Linked DNA regions of Mus musculus: region 1 is linked to region 2. Evidence: chromatin contacts called from public promoter capture Hi-C data. All regions are on one chromosome and are shown on one strand. The core of a region is the stretch at or near the end of the contact, and the rest is flanking DNA. Distances in the headings are between cores, read along the strand shown. Region 1 holds the start of Sema4a (sema domain, immunoglobulin domain (Ig), transmembrane domain (TM) and short cytoplasmic domain, (semaphorin) 4A). Region 2 holds the start of 1700113A16Rik (RIKEN cDNA 1700113A16 gene).

What was found. Promoter capture Hi-C pulls out the DNA fragments that hold promoters and counts their contacts.
Region 1: a contact with region 2 is called in a promoter capture Hi-C map of stem cell-derived epiblast-like cells, with 8 times the contacts expected there. The contact joins the promoter of Sema4a here to the promoter of 1700113A16Rik in region 2. A contact is called at or near these places in 3 of 39 promoter capture datasets (embryonic stem cells, liver and stem cell-derived epiblast-like cells), 3 of 484 Hi-C or Micro-C datasets (all in embryonic stem cells) and 1 of 9 other capture datasets (pancreatic islet).

The regions. Positions count from the first base shown.
Region 1 is chr3:88,454,401-88,457,379 of GRCm38.p6, reverse strand. Sema4a (sema domain, immunoglobulin domain (Ig), transmembrane domain (TM) and short cytoplasmic domain, (semaphorin) 4A) reads left to right here and starts at 1,619. Exons shown (of 15, transcript NM_013658.3): 1 at 1,619-1,832; 2 at 2,534-2,701. The coding sequence starts at 2,563.
Region 2 is chr3:88,176,185-88,179,087 of GRCm38.p6, reverse strand. It overlaps 1700113A16Rik (RIKEN cDNA 1700113A16 gene), which reads left to right and starts at 1,303. Exons shown (of 3, transcript NR_045997.1): 1 at 1,303-1,501.

The sequences.
Region 1 (2,979 bases), core at 370-2,869, 280 kb before region 2:
CCCTGAGTGATTGGTTCCTGGCTAGAGGAGAGAAAGCCCCTGCTCCTCCCACTCTGATGCCTGCCTACTCCCTCTGTTGAGCAGCTCTGAGCTGAGCTAATGCACTAGGGCAGGAGATGGGACTGAAGGAGCCAGCCATGTAGGGAGAGCTTCCGAATTAGACAGGTCTGAGGTAGATGGATGGACGTCAGGCTGTCCAGTCACCCCTGCTGCACTTCTGTTCTCTGTGCAGCAAGACTGTAGTGGAGCCTGCCTGCTGAAGTTGGGAAGCCTGAAGCCCCAAGTGTGAGCTTCTCACATTGTCCGAGGGCCTGGGAGAGCACTTGGTCTCCTGAGGACGCCCAGGGACAGGAAGAGAGTAAAGAAGGATGGCATTGGAGCTGCTCCTCTGGTCACAGCTCCTCCCTGTGACCCAGATAGGCCAATCTGTCTCCAAAGAGAGGCCCTGAGGTGGTGGCTTCCCAAGCCTGATCTAGAGGTCAAGGAGACTCAGAAGTTTGTGTCAGCACAGGGAGATTGGCAAAGTCCTCACAGTGAACGGAGAGCTTGGGGGGGGGCGGGTCTTAGCAAGCTTTGACAGATGAAGCCATCAGGAGGGTCTGTGTGAGCCCAGCTCCTGGGCCACACTGGAGAACGGAAGCAGAGGGGAAAGCATGAAGGGAAGGCCAAGCAGGCTCTACCGAGGAATGCTTTCCGTCTAGGAGCTGTAACTGGAAGGGTGGAGGACAGCCTACAGTGGGGACCATCCTGGCAGTGAGGATGGTGTTTACAGTGAAGATAGGGTATGTCCTGGAGGTAGACCAGCTTGGGTCACTGTGCTCTTTAACCTGAAGTCAGCTGACCCGGGAGAGTGGGCAGCAGCCCAACCACTCTTTATTGGCCTAGGAGCCCTTGGTTACTCATTAACCCTGCGTTATGAGGTCTTCCTGGAACCTTTGGGGAGGAGGAACCAGCCACCATGCCAGCTGGGTGCTTCAGCTCCAAAGCGTATCCCAAGAAGCACGCGTTCAAATGGGGAATTTCTCCAATTTCCCACTGAGACGTCAAATTACTAGGGCTTCCTCAGCAAAGTCATAGGGAAAAACCAAAAAACTAATACAAATGTAGGATTTTTATTTATTTTTTATTTTTTTGATACGGGGTTTCTCTGTATAGCCCTGGATGACCTGGAGCACACTCTGTAGATCAGGCTGGCCTCGAACTCAGAGATCTGCCTGCCTCTGCCTCCCGAGTACTGGGATTAAAGGTATGCCTCGCCACCATGCCAGCTTTAAACGTGTTATCTTTCAAGAATGTGGTCCTACTGGGTGTGGGAGGTCGGGAGGTCTCAGTATGTGGCAGTGGGGGAACCCCACAATGGGGTCAGAGAGAGAAGGAATAGGAGAGAGACGGTGTCATACCGAGCTCTCTTGAGCAAGAGGAGTCTGCAGCTTGGGCTGGTTAGACTGGAAGTGGTGTGCGGGAGAAACAAGGGCATCACTGAACTGGCCGGGAAGGAACTCTTAATTTCTGGATAGACTAAGGAGGGAGGGAGGTGTGTCTCCTGCAAGGCCTTCAAGCCTCACCCCCACTCCCACACTCCACCAGTCTCCCCGCCCTGATCCACCAACTTCCGCCCAAGCCAGCCAGGATCTGTCACAACTCGAGGTAGAAATTCTGGTTTCCCTGGCCTGAAACCCACACTGGCTCTGGCAGGATGGGTGCCTGGAGGGCCGCGCGCCCGTTCCAGCCAGGCTGAGCCTGCTTGCCTTGCCTGGACCCCCTTCTTTGCCTCGGATGGCACCCTGATTCAGGGTTTGAACACAGGACTTCTCAGTGTGGCTGGCTCAAGGGTATGTGAGATGAGGCGGGGGCGGGGGAGGGGTGTGAACCTGCATTCAGTGGCCATGGGGGAGGCTGATTGCGGAGCTCTGGGGAGGCAGACAGGGGGGCTGGAGAAGTTGAGAGTCTGCCAAGGACTCCTGCCCAGGCCACTCCCAGGAAATACAGAGGGCAGCCCCACCACAGTGGTAGATAAACTGGCACGCCCCTATCCCTAAGAAGAAGGCTAGATGGGCCCGATTAAGCAAGAGTCAGAGCCCCTGGGGGCTGAGGAGAGGGTAGGCTGTCTGCCTGGGTTGGGGTGAGTAGCGGGCATAAGGTGTCACAGCACAGGCCAGCCTGGGGAAATCTACCTTTTGCATACAGGAACTAGTTCCCTAGAAGACCTTTGCCCAGGGCCAGAGATGATCAGAGCTCTGGAGCACGGGGCCAGGAGATGCTGAGGGGGCAAAGTGGAAAGGAATTTTTCTGTGAGTCAGGTGAGAAATGGCAAGGTAGTTTTTTTAATGGTTAGGTGACCAGAGGCACAGCGTGGGCCACAGCAGCACCCTATGCAGAGGGCAGCAGGAGGCACCTTCAAGGCTGGGGATGGATGGAAGTGAGACTCTGAGGGCCCTTCCAGAGAGGAACTTCTGCCCCCTGGGGCTCTCCTATTGGCCCTCAGGAAGGGTGTGGTAAGCATGGCTAACCCAGAAAGTGCCTGTTTCCTCAGAACCATCTGGTGACCATCTCAGGCTGACCATGGCCCTACCATCCCTGGGCCAGGACTCATGGAGTCTCCTGCGTGTTTTTTTCTTCCAACTCTTCCTGCTGCCATCACTGCCACCTGCTTCTGGGACTGGTGGTCAGGGGCCCATGCCCAGAGTCAAATACCATGCTGGTAAGTGTCTAGTACCTGGGAGGTATGGATGGCACCATAGAGATGAAGGGGCTGAGGAAGGAGAAGGGTGTGCCAGAGGGGACGAAATGGCACGAAGAAACAGAGATGCCAGGGAGCCTGGGAGGGGCTGGGAGAAGAAGAGGCCACCTGAGGCACAAGTTGATCTGTAAGGGAAGGAAGGGTCACTGTGACCCTTTTCTGCCAACTCAGTGGTTTTTCTTTCCCTCAAATGTCAGTCACTAAGCAAGGAGCCTTAAACTCCTGACTGCTTTTTCAGT
Region 2 (2,903 bases), core at 54-2,553:
GAAGGGTTATGTGAGGACCTCTTGAGTGAAAGAGTATAAGACAAACTGTGAAACCTCTCTAAATAAATATTCTTACTACTGTAGCAAGGTGTCTGCACAGATTCAGGCCAATAGCTCTCAGGCTATTCGCACTATAATCTTACCGCCAGAAGACAGGAAAATAGAGCAAGGCGTGTCCAACCTGTGGCCCATTAAAGTGGACGGCATCTGTGACTACTTCTCCAAACAAAATCATTTGTGGCTCTTTTTTTTTTTTTTTTTTTTTTTTAGACCAGAGTCTCTTATATTTCGGGATAGCCTTGAACTTCTAATCCTATATGCACACACCAGGTCGAACTCCAGCAGAACTCCGGGCTCGGAGCTACATCCCCAGCCCCGCGATTTTTTTCTTTTTTAAATATTTATTTGTTTGTTTATTTATTTATTATATGTAACTACACCATTCATTTATTTATTTATTTATTTATTTATTTATTATATGTAACTACACTGCAGCTGTCTTCAGACACCCTGGACTGGCATCAGATCTCATTACAGATGGTTGTGAGCCACCATGTGGTTGCTGGGATTTGAACTCAGGACCTTCGGAAGAGCAATCAGTGCTCTTAACCACTGAGCCATCTCTCCAGCCCCCTTTTTTAAATAATTCAATCACGCAGTTTTTCGGCGTGGACTTTGTGGTTAACAGTTTTGACAATGACAAATCGTTGCATTCGCCTGTCGGATTCTCCTTCTGGAACGCCCAGGCAATGCCAGATCTTACGCAGTGCTGTCAATCTCAGTAAAATTGCCAAGGCTGAGGGTGCTAATTCTCAATTTGTGCAGGAAGTTGACGATGGGGGTTTTACGCATGCGCACCTCCTCAGAGCCCCAGAGAAACTGCCCAAAACTAGAGCTTCACGTAGTTTCACCCTTGCTGAACCTTCTGAGTACTACGCACGCATCTTGTGCAGGCAGCGGTTGGCCGGTGCTTCCATCACTCACCCGAAGGGCCAATGGAGTGAGCCTAGTTACCTACTTCCCCCTGAGTAGCAGGCGGCGCCGGGCGTGGCTTGAAGGCCTTTGTTCCACGCGCGGCGGAACTTTACGAGAGGCTCCGGAGCGTGCTCTGCCACCTGCTAAGCCCCGGAGACGCAGTCAAGGGTCTCAGCGACACCTTGGGGGAGTGGGGCAGAACGTACGGAAATGGATGTTAGGCGACTCTACAGCCTACCTTCTATACCCGCCCCCTTTCGCCTTAGAGTGGAGGGTTACTTTGAAACCCGGAAGCAATTCATCTCCGGAACACACCGCGGGTCACGTGGGGGCGGTGCGTAACGGGCGCGTGATCCGGCGTCCTGCGGGTCTTCCCCTCCCCAGGGGCACCCAGCATGCTTTGGGCACGTGGCAGCTCATGTCCTAAATAGGAGTAGTCCTGGGCCGCTATCCTGTGAGGGTGGAGACGCTCCCCGAGACTGGACAGACACCGAGAGGTGGAGCTGAGCCAATACGAGGCTAAGGGGTAAATCTGACTCACCCGAGAGGCCGGAACTGACCTGCTGCAAACTACCAAGGAACTTCGCTAGGCTGGGTGGCTAGAACGGGGGGGGGGGGGGGGGACCTGTAAACTATGCTAAGGCTACCTCTTCTATTTGAGACCCAAGTCTGAAACAGGACAGGAAAGTGGATTTGCTCTTCGTCCAGGTAGTGAGTGATTTCAGGCTGCAAACATTCAGGTCCAGAGCCTGAGATGAGATCGCCTGGGTCCCTTCCACATCTGCTGATCCTTGAACAAGTTCCCACACAATCACAAGGCTGGAAAAGATAGCCCATGGGACTAAAGGATGAGTCAGACCAAAATAACCACTGGCCTCGTGGCATGAACAGTTAGACAGCACTGATTGCTCCTAAGAACCACTGACCTTGATAGCTGAGTCCAAGAGACCCACACCCTAGTTCTATTTTATATGGCAATACTCGAGGAACTCGTCCTTCAGCTAAAAAAGAGATCAGCTTCAAAAAGTTGCAACTTGGGAGTATTTTTTATTAAAAAAAAATGTGTATGTACACATGTGTCCTGAGGAGACCAGAGGGGTGTTGTATAAGAATGTTTGCTGGGGGAGTCAGTGGTTAAGAGCATTGACTGCTCCTCCAGAGGACCTGTGTTCCATTCTCAGCACCCACATGGCAGCTCACAACTGTCCTTACATAGACAGACATGCAAGCAAAACATCAATGCACATAAACAACAAAAAATGTTTGCTGACCTGAATTGGTTCTAGCACCCATGCCAACATCTCACAACTGCCTGTAACATTAGCTCCAATAAACTTGATGCCCTGCTCCAGCCTCCAGGGACACTCATGCACACACACACAAGAAAATAAAATCCACACCATTGCATACACTAGCAAGATTTTATTGAAAGGACCCAGATGTAGCTGTCTCTTGTGAGACTATGCCGGGGCCTAGCAAACACAGAAGTGGATGCTCACAGTCAGCTAATGGATGGATCACAGGGCTCCCAATGGAGGAGCTAGAGAAAGTACCCAAGGAGCTAAAGGGATCTGCAACCCTATAGGTGGAACAACATTATGAACTAACCAGTACCCCGGAGCTCTTGACTCTAGCTGCATATGTATCAAAAGATGGCCTAGTCGGCCATCACTGGAGAGGCCCATTGGACACGCAAACTTTATATGCCCCAGTACAGGGGAGCGCCAGGGCCAAAAAGGGGGAGTGGGTGGGTAGGGGAGTGGGGGTGGGTGGGTATGGGGGACTTTTGGTATAGCATTGGAAATGTAAATGAGCTAAATACCTAATAAAAAATGGAAAAAAAAAAAGAAAAGAAAATCCCCCCCGCCCAAAAAAAGCCGGGCAGTGGTGGCGAACACCTTTAATCCCAGCACTTGGGAGGCAGAGGC